Regions from separate parts of the Rattus norvegicus genome. Here region 1 is linked to region 2. The links are chromatin contacts, called in public Hi-C maps. All regions are on one chromosome and are shown on one strand. The core of a region is the stretch at or near the end of the contact, and the rest is flanking DNA. Distances in the headings are between cores, read along the strand shown.

Evidence for each region. Hi-C and Micro-C count contacts between places; a contact is called where the count stands out from the background.
Region 1: a contact with region 2 is called in a Hi-C map of psoas muscle, with 2.6 times the contacts expected there. The contact joins the enhancer-like site here to the promoter of Myc in region 2.

What each region holds. Positions count from the first base shown.
Region 1 is chr7:96,934,595-96,939,534 of GRCr8, forward strand. No RefSeq gene overlaps it. Among named protein-coding and RNA genes, the nearest start is that of Rgs22l, 430 kb to the left of the region's middle. Within about 2 kb of position 3,672, at least 1 of the 93 cell types and tissues checked has an H3K27ac peak or open chromatin away from gene starts, as enhancers often do.
Region 2 is chr7:95,480,834-95,486,147 of GRCr8, forward strand. Myc (MYC proto-oncogene, bHLH transcription factor) reads left to right here and starts at 2,272. Exons shown (of 3, transcript NM_012603.2): 1 at 2,272-2,837; 2 at 4,424-5,192. The coding sequence starts at 2,808.

The DNA.
Region 1 (4,940 bases), core at 2,422-4,921, 1.5 Mb after region 2:
AATCTATTTGAAAAGGCACTCTGATAGCTCTCCTCTGTACCTCTGCATGCTCAGTGCACTCTCCCTTCCTCCCTCTCTCATTTCTTCTCTCCCTACCCCCTTATGCTATATTTTGCCAAGCTTTACTAATTGCTAAACAGTTTTCTCTGACTTACAGCTTAAGAATTTGAAGAATCATAGCTTGCACTGCACCAATGTACATGGACCATATCACATCTTAGACCGTCATTATCCAAGCCAAGCATTTTGGTCATAAATTTTATATCTCCATAGGCACATACCAGAGCATTGCTAATAGTGTTGTCCATATATTTCTACCTTTATCTGCCCAAGAATATGTGTATATATGTAAAGTATAAAAATATAACATGCATTTTAGAAAAGATTAGACCTAGATTTTCTCTTCAAATACTGGTTTTACCAATAAAGTGATTTGAGGAAAGTTTTGAGTCTCGGTTTCTCTGCCTGCAAAGGTGGAAATTTTTTTTTCTTATTAGTCATATTACTTTAAAGTTCAATTAAAAGTATGAGTTGTATGGGTGAATAATACATTTCTGGAAAATGGTGCTACCTTGGAACCATGAAAGTTTAAAACATCCTTACACTGAAAAGTCACAGCATCTGTCATCTTCTCAAAAGGCCTTACAGTTGTGCTCTTTTGGGGGAAAGAGAGCCCCATTCTGAACAGCCAATATCCACCTCCCATTTCCTGTCTAGTATCTTTCTGGAAAGTACAGTCAAGTGGGACAATAAGTGCATGGTTTGAAAGAAACCCAAGTTATTTTGAAAATCTAATTTTCAGGTCTATTCCCCTGGGTGAGCTGTTACATTCATTTAATCCAATGTTTTATGAAAACACACAAAACTGGAACTCTGCTTTCCTGCTCCAGTTGGCTTGCAAGATTCCCTACACCACAATGGCTCTGAGTGTAAATATGAACTGCGTGAAACAACCAAAATGCCCAGTCACTGCAGAAGTACATCATTGAATGGGCCATTGTATACCTGCAAATGGTCATGAAAATCCTTTTCAAGTATGAAAAAGCACCAGTGTTATGATCTTACATGCTAAAGCAGGATGAAAAATTGTGTAGTGTCTATTGACTGTTTATTACCATGCTTTGTCAATCACAAAGAACTCAAGACTGAATAAATAAAACAAGCTGCCTCTTGCTTTTGGCCATTTCTTTACGTGTGCAAGGAATTCTGGGAGGCAGGTTATTAACTCTCCCAGGTCATCATACATATTACAAACGTAGTTCCTGTGAACATGCTGAGTATGTCTTTGTTAAAACTTCTAGAAACTGAAAATCAGTAGAAAATGCATTAATGTAGCTTAAGCTGTGAACATCTTTGCTTAGCCACGCCTACTTTGATGTTCTCAGAGCACTCACATTACCCTTCAGTTGGGGAGAATCATCCCATACAAAGCTTATTTCATGAAACAGTCTTAAATGTGTGATGTAATTTACTGAACATCTGTATTCAAAACACCTCTGGCAACACAATGTACTATAAAGAACCAGGTGTTTTCCCATATTGTCATGTGGCTACTGGGAGTTGTGGCTTACTGTAGCTGACCAGCATGAAGAGTATCACACTACCCAAGGCCAGACCAGAAAAAAATATCAAAAAAGTCCAAAACTAAAATGTCAACTGACTGAATATAACTTCACATCATAAGACAGAAAATTTTCTATCCAAGCCACAGTAAATTGGAGGTGTGTGTGTGTGTGTGTGTGTGTGTGTGTGTGTGTGTGTGTGTGTGTGTGTGTGTGTGTGTATGTGTGTGTTCTTATAACCTTCAGGCATTACCATGATATCATTTCATTAATAAAAATATCTAGCCTAATAATTAAAAACTCTTTCAGTCTAAAACTCAAAGTTTTATATAGCACCATCATCAATTAATGAAACTTAAATTCTTTTTCTAAGCCAACTCTGGTTCCTAACTCACTTCACACATGCCTTCCATAGGAAAGAGATCATAAATGGTGGCTTTTTTGGTATATCTGTGCCCTTCATCTTTCTCTCACTTGTACCTGCCATGGAATCCATCTGCACTGAGGAAAGTCAAAGAAAAGAGAGAGATAAGGAACAGTGTTAGGCTCAAATGATGTCTGGTCTTGGGTTCTCCTGGGTGGCAGAATCACACGACAGATGAGCTCTCAAGAAATGCCCATTGATTCCTCAGGAGTTCCTCACAGGGCCTGTTCCAGAGTCTCAGCTACTGACTCCTCTCTTGCCTATTTCACTCATTCACAATCCCACTTCCTGAACCTCTGGAGGACTGCTACTCTACCAAGTTACTTGACACTTTTAAGTATATCTATTAATCAAAGATATTTTCAAAGTGGTCCAGACCTAGCTCCCTATACCTTCAAATTTCCTTGCACTCCTGGGTTATAACTCTGACATTCCTTGCATGCTGAAAGCTACACCTCTTTGAAGATCTTCTAGAGGGCATACGCCAGAACTCTGGGTTCCTTGCACCTTGACTTTTGAGTGCTTCTCTGCAAACTTGTCCCACTCAGTTTTGGAAAAGGGACAAACACTAGCATCTGGATGTCTAACCCTAACCTTAACCTAACCCAAACCTTAACCCTAACCCTAACCCTAACCCTAACCCTAACCCTAACCCTAACCCTAACCCAAACCTTAATCCTAACCCTAACCCTAACCCTAACCCTAACCCTAACCCTAACCCTAACCCTAAACTTAACTGAATTTTGAGTGCTTCTTTGTATGCCAGGCTTTAGTGAAGGGTGATGGTACCTGACCACAGTGTTACATTTGAGTATCATTCTGAGTGGTTCCACTTCAACCCTTTTGTATCCTTAGAAAAGGCTATCAGTTTTCCCTTATAGTTACCTAGATACATATACATATATTGGCAGTGTGTTTGAAAGCTCTGTAATTAATTTTCAAATACAGCCTAAGTTCTGGATTAGAAGTAATTGTTATAATTTACTAGAACTTATTTCTTTTTCACAAGTGTAACACAATGGACATGTTTAGTATGTTTCTATTTTTCCCCTATCTTTAGACAAATTAATATTCTTATCTCCAAATGGACCATGACTGCCTGTGTAATCATTTAACTAGACATCGCAGCCCTCCATTTTCACACCAGTTTCTCAGCAGTGAAATGTTACCATCTTTGCAATCTTACATTTAGATCAGAATCAAAGTACGTCCAGGATGTGATAAATAAATGTCCAGCTGTCTCACTGTGGCATCCTGGGAAAGATGCCTATTTATCTCCAATTACGTCACCCAGAATGCTGCTTTTTTTTCCTGCCATTTTTTTCATCAGACAGATTGGAGAGTGCACCATTAAGAACAATGAAAGCCACCAGCAACAGGACTCAAAAAGGAACTGTTAAAAAAGGAGAACTAACCCATACTTTGCTCTCTCCTTGTACAGCTTAAACAGGAAAATAAATTGACTTTCGCTTTAATAACAGATACAGTGTTTGCTGAAACAACTGTGAAGGTATTGTCTAAACTGAGACAAAATAGCCTTGGCACCACACCCAATGAATTCAAGTTCTCTAAGGTCCAGGTCCAAAGAAATGGATTTCTGCCAGTGGAGGTTTATAAGAGCTAATGTTGTCAGTGATTTAGAAGGGAAACCTCGTGTTCAACTCTGCTGCCAACTTTCCAGCTGTCATCTTCATAAGCAAAGGGCAAGAAGCACTTGGACTTGGGCACTGTGAGAGCCCAGCTAATTTGGAAGCTGAATCAGCATCACACTAATAAGTAGTAAACCTTCACTGAACACTGATCGTGAGCCTCCACTGCTGAGAGCTGTCTGTGTGTGATACACCACCAAATCTTCACTGGGGCAGTGAAACCAGTGAAGCCATGATGAGCACTGGCTATCAAAAAGTGAGCTCCATGAGATTAAATAACTTTCCTAACTATCACTCAACTTATAAGTGTTAGAATTGGCCTTGGCACTAAGGACTTCCTAAGCCCATAGCCTAAATCTTGGTTACCACTCATTCTGCCCATCTCCAAAGCCCACTCTTTCAGCATGAACTCTGATCCCTTAAGATCTGCTTCAGAGTTTCTCTGTGTGTGGAGAGGTATAGAGGTGGCCTCTGCTCCCCATCACTTCTGTGCTTCTTTTCTCTGATCCTACCAATTTCAGCTCCATTTACAAACCTAGATTTGCTTGCCTCCCATGGTCAGGGAGAGATGGCAGTCTCAGAGTGGCATGGTGACAGACTGGCCTTACCAGTTTACTCATGCCACTGGTGATAAGTCCTTGCTTTTGCTTACTAGTTAAGTTTTAAAAGGTTTATTCCTTTCACTGCCAAATAATTTCCAGCATTCTCTCCTCGCCTTTCCTCCCAGCCCTTGGCCTCCTTACTCTACTCCACTTTGTACCATATGTCCACACACAAAGCCTAATATACAATGAACAGAAGCCAAGATATGGCCTTATGCCTAACACCAAATGATCACAGGCTAGGTATCATACTTTTTGTAACATACTGAAGGTGAAAAGTCGATAGATAGATAGATAGATAGATAGATAGATAGATAGATAGATAGATAGACAGACAGACAAATACAAAATGCAAATTATAGCAAATATGAATAAAGTAAACAGCCATCATTTGTAAAGATATTGATTGTGGCGAATTTGTTCTGTAATGACAGGGTTTAGTGATTTCAATGAAGATAAGTATCCCAATGTCTAAAATATTTTAATTTGGCTTTTTTTTAAACAAAAAGTACTTGTTGATAACACTTGTATTACAGTTCTATCATGTAGTGTCTCAGAGAACTGAACATCCATACTGCTGATTTGGGTATCTTCCATGCCCAAGAATAGGCTCTGTTCTCAGGAGACAGTAAAATGGAAACATAAATGATGTTACAGAGAATTTTAAAGAAAGACTGTATACTTATCACCAAGAATCTTGGCA
Region 2 (5,314 bases), core at 1,022-3,521:
AGAGGTGTGGGACCTGGGGGATAAAGCTTGCTCTGCTTTTTACTTCTTTCACATGTATACCCATGAATTATTCACTTTTCCCATCCACAACTAGGGCTCTCTTTTGGGTGAATGTCTGAAAGTAGCCATGGGTTAATTTTCTCCCCGTCTATGCAGCTGGATAGCCACCTCGGAACCACTTTTTCCTCTAGTAATTTCTCTTCCTTTAGCTCCTTGGCAGTCTGAAAGAGTCATTTAAAGGATGACCGGAAGCTTATCTTAGGCAACGAAGCTTCTTCCCAGAACCTGGAAGCCCAGCAAGCAAATGCCCTGCCCCCACCCGACCTCCGCCCTCGTTGGCTTCGCAAAGCTGTGATCTGTGGCCAGTAGAGGGCACACTTTACTTTCGCAAATCCGAGAGCCACAACCCGGGGAGGGGGCGGGGAAAGAGTCTCTGCAGCAAAATGCAGCCTAGGGATTGGTGGCTCTTGGCGTTTGAGGCAAAATCCTAGAGGCTGTAGTCATTTTGCAATCCTTAAAGCTGAATTGTGCAATGAGCTCGATGAAGGAAGATACTATCATCCAACAGCTGAATCCTAAATTGCAAACTCAATGGCTAATGACTACTTTGAACAATGCGCACCTTACACACGCTACACGCTACTGTAGTCTCTTCTTTTTTTAGGGGGTAGCAGTGAGAGGTTTCTTAAAATGCCTTGGGGCGAGGAGTCCTGAATGAGGAGACTGCTTTGGGTTTTGATGCGTAGGATAAGCAAATCCCGAGGAAATATGCACTATATAATAAATCTAGAACCAAAACACAGAGCAAAAGATTCATGTTTCACGTTGGTTAATAAACTAGGTTATCGTGTATATATTAAGTGTGTATACCTTTGGGGACTCTACAAAATGCACGGCATGGTATTGAGGAAAAAGTAAATTGGGAAATTAGTGTAAAAATTAGAGTCGGCTTTTAATTAGTTTAACACACACATACGAAGGCAAAGACACAACGTTACTTTGATCTGACCCGGGCCGACCTTTTTTTAAGTGCATAATTACGATTCCAGTAATAAAAGGGGAAAGTTTGGGGTTTGTCCTGAGAGGAAGGGGTTAACGGTTTCCTTTATTCTAGGGTCTCCGCAGGCTCCCCAGATCTGGGTTGGCAATTCTACTCCTCCCCCTTTCTGGGAAGTCCGGGTTTCCCCCAACCCCCAATCCATGGCATATTCTCGCGTCTAGCGCCTTGATTCCCGCCCCCCCCCACCCCCAACCTCTAAGCCGGAGTCTGGTGCAAACTGGCTCCACAGGGGCAAAGAGGATTTGCCTTTAGTGAAAACTGGCTGTGGAACTGGAACTCTGAGTGGAGGTGCATGGGGTGTAGACTGGCAGAGACTCGACCGGGAGGATCCGGGTAGAGCGCGCCCACCGCCGCAGTCCTACTCTACTCCAGCTCTGGAACGCGCAGAAAGACCTACGGGGCAAGGAGCCGCCTCCACCCCACCCCGCCTGGTGGAAGGTCCGAACGGGAGGTGTTGGAGTGGAGGGCCTTTCTGGCAGCAAATTGGGGGATTCATTCTGTAAAGAATGTGCCCAGTCAACATAGCTGTACGCCCAAACGCAAAATACACACTGCCCTCCCCGAGAGATGCAGTGGCTGTTTATTCCTAAGTGGCTCTCCAAGTATACGTGGCATTGAGTTGCTGAGCAATTTTAATGATTCCAGGCATCGTTTTTCTGCTCAGACCTCATCTGTCGTAGGTCTTCAACTATCACTCCACACTGAGCAAGGGCTCCTACATAACTCTTTTTTTTTTTTTCGTCCTTCCCTTTTTAAATTCTGTTTCCCCGACCTTAGAGAGACGACTGGCCGCCCGAGACGTGCGTGACGCGGCTCAGGGTACACGGCGTATTGTGTGGAGCGAGGCAGCTGTTCCACCTGCGGTGACTAATACACGCAGGACAAGAACACAGTTCAGCCGAGCGCTGCGCCCGAACAACTGTACAGAAAGGGAAAGGACCGACGCGCGAGCAGGAGAAAATGGTCGGGCGCGCAGTTAATTCATGCTGCGCTATTACTGTTTACACCCCGAGTCGGAGTACTGGGCTGCGGGACTGAGGCTCCTCCTCTTTCCCCGGCTCCCCACTAGTGCCCCTCCCGAGTTCCCAAAGCAGAGGGCGGGGGAGCGAGAGGAGGAAAAAAATAGAGGTCGGGAGGGGAGGGAGAAAGAGATTCTCTGGCTAATCCCCGCCCACCCGCCCTTTATAATCCGGGGGTCTGCACGGCTAAGGACCCCCGGGCTGCGCTGCTCTCCGCTGCCGCCTCCGCCGCGCCCACTCCGCTCGCCTCCTGCCTCCAAAAGGGCAGGGCTTCGCCGAGGCTTGGCGGGAAAAAGAAGCGAGGGGAGGGATCCGGAGTCGCAGTATAAAAGAAGCTTTTCGGGCGTTTTTTTTCTGACTCGCTGTAGTAATTCCAGCGAGAGACAGAGGGAGTGAGCGGGCGGGTTGGAAGAGCCCAGTGTGCAGAGCCCCACTCCGGGCTTCCTAGGAAGGCAGCTCTGGAGTGAGAAGGGCTTTGCCTCCAGGCTTGCTGCCTCCTCGACCCAATCCTCCCGCTGACCCAACATCAGCGGTCGCAACCCTCGCCGCCTCTGGGAAACTTTGCCCATTGCAACGGGCAGACACTTCTCACTGGAACTTACAATCTGCGAGCCAGGACAGGACTCCCCAGGCGCAGGGGAGGGAATTTTTGTCTATTTGGGGACAGTGTTCTCTGCCTCTGCCCGCGATCGGCTCCCCTGAAAAGAGCTCCTCGCGTTATTTGAAGCCTGAATTTCCTTTGGGAGGTGGAAAACCCGGTAAGCACAGATCTGTTGGTCTTCTACTGTTTTCTCTACGTCCTGAGTGTAGCGACCGGTTAGAACAGTCTTTATTCAATTTCTGTGCTTTTGACACTTTACTCAGAGTAGTTGGGGTAGGCCGGGGCGGAGTTGAGGTGGATCTGAGTCGGGGTAGAACGACTTGTCAAGATGACAGGAAAGGGGAAGGAAAAAACCGGGGTGCATTTTGAAACTGTCTTCCAGAGGTTACCGTGGGCTGACGCTGACCCGGGCCGGTTGGACATTCTTGCTGTGCTACATTAATTGATATTTATGTCCTTTGGGGGGGGGGGTGTCAAAGCCGGAGGTCTCTTCGCGGTGGCCAAAGGAAGCCCTTCGTATCCTGAGGTCTTTGGGAAAGGGATTACCTTTTGCGTGTTCTCCGCAAAAAGCGAGAAGGCTCCGTAGCCTCTGACTTCCCAGTCTTTGGGAGGGCATTTAAATTTCGGCTTGGTGCATTTCTGACAGCCTGAGACCAACTCGGGGGTGCGTCCCGCCCGCCAATCCCCGGCGGCGATTGCAACCGGTCCCTGATCCTTTTAAGAAGTTGCCATTGGGCTTTAAAAATAGTGATCATAGTAAAATTTAAGCCTAACCCTCCGCGGTATTAGGACTTGGTGTTGGACTAGCGCACTGAGGAGAGGCAAAACTGGGGCAGGGATGTGACCGATTCGTTGACTTGGGGAAAACCAGAGGGAATCCTCACATTCCTGGTTGGGATCCGCGGGTATTCCCCGCGCCCCTGAATTGCTAGGGAGACTGCGGTGAGTCTTGATCTGAGCTGTTCGGTAACAGCTGCTACCCTCGGCGGGGAGAGGGAAGACGCCCTGCACCGGGTGCTGAATCGCTGTGGGGTCTCTGGCGCAGTGGCGTCGCGGTTTAGAGTGTAGCAGGGAGGTGTCTCTTATTATTTGACACCCCCTCCCCTTTGGAGAGGCTTGTTAGAGCCTGAGACTGAGCTCTCCCCTCCAAGTCAGCAATAGGAAAGAAAAGCCGGCAAAGGAAGGAAGGGGGGCGCGCTGGGGGTGGAGAAAGAGGAGGGCGGAGAGGGGCGGCGGCGCCGGCTGGGTAAGAGCCGGGCGACGGCGCGAGTAGGGACCCGGACCCGGTCGGCGGCGCAAAGAGCCGGCACCGGAGGGGGCCGAGCACCGCGGCGCCTCTCGCCTTTCTCCTTCAGGTGGCGCAAAACTTTGCGCCTAGGCTTTTGGCAGACTGTATTCCCTACAGTCGCCTCCCTCAGCCTCTGAAGGAGGCCAAGGCCGATGGCGATTCCTGGGCGTCTGCAGTGCTAAGTCCCTGCTCTAAGGAGGCGGGGACTCGGAGCAGCTGCTAGTCCGACCAGCGTCACTGATAGTAGGGAGTAAAAGAGTGCATTCCCCCCAACCACACACACACACACACACACACACACACACACACACACACACACACACACACACACTTGGAAGTACAGCAGGCTGAAAGGGGAGTGGTTCAGGATTGGGGTACGCGCTGCGCCAGGTTTCCGCATCAACCAGAGCTGGGTAACTCTAGACTTGCTTCCCTTGCTGTGCCCCCTCCAACAGACAGTCACGACGATGCCCCTCAACGTGAGCTTCGCTAACAGGAACTATGACCTCGACTACGACTCGGTGCAGCCCTATTTCATCTGCGACGAGGAAGAGAATTTCTATCACCAGCAACAGCAGAGCGAGCTGCAGCCGCCCGCACCCAGTGAGGATATCTGGAAGAAATTCGAGCTGCTGCCCACCCCGCCCCTGTCCCCCAGCCGCCGCTCCGGGCTCTGCTCTCCGTCCTATGTTGCGGTCGCTACGTCCTTCTCCCCAAGGGAGGACGATGACGGTGGCGGTGGCAACTTCTCCACCGCCGATCAGCTGGAGATGATGACCGAGCTACTTGGAGGAGACATGGTGAATCAGAGCTTCATCTGCGATCCTGACGATGAGACCTTCATCAAGAACATCATCATCCAGGACTGTATGTGGAGCGGCTTCTCGGCCGCTGCCAAACTGGTCTCCGAGAAGCTGGCCTCTTACCAGGCTGCGCGCAAAGACAGCACCAGCCTGAGCCCCGCCCGCGGGCACAGCGTCTGCTCCACCTCCAGCCTGTACCTGCAGGACCTCACCGCCGCAGCGTCCGAGTGCATCGACCCCTCAGTGGTCTTCCCCTACCCGCTCAACGACAGCAGCTCGCCCAAATCCTGTACCTCGTCCGATTCCACGGCCTTCTCTTCTTCCTCGGACTCGCTGCTGTCCTCCGAGTCCTCCCCACGGGCCACCCCTGAGCCCCTAGTGCTGCATGAAGAGACACCGCCCACCACCAGCAGCGACTCTGGTAAGCCGCCCCAACCCCAGCAGGGTAGGAAGCCAGAGGTTGGATGGACCTCCTTCTCATTGGCATTAATTCAATTGGCCCCCGGGCTCACCCTTTCTTTCCCTTCGGTCTAAGCTCTTCAT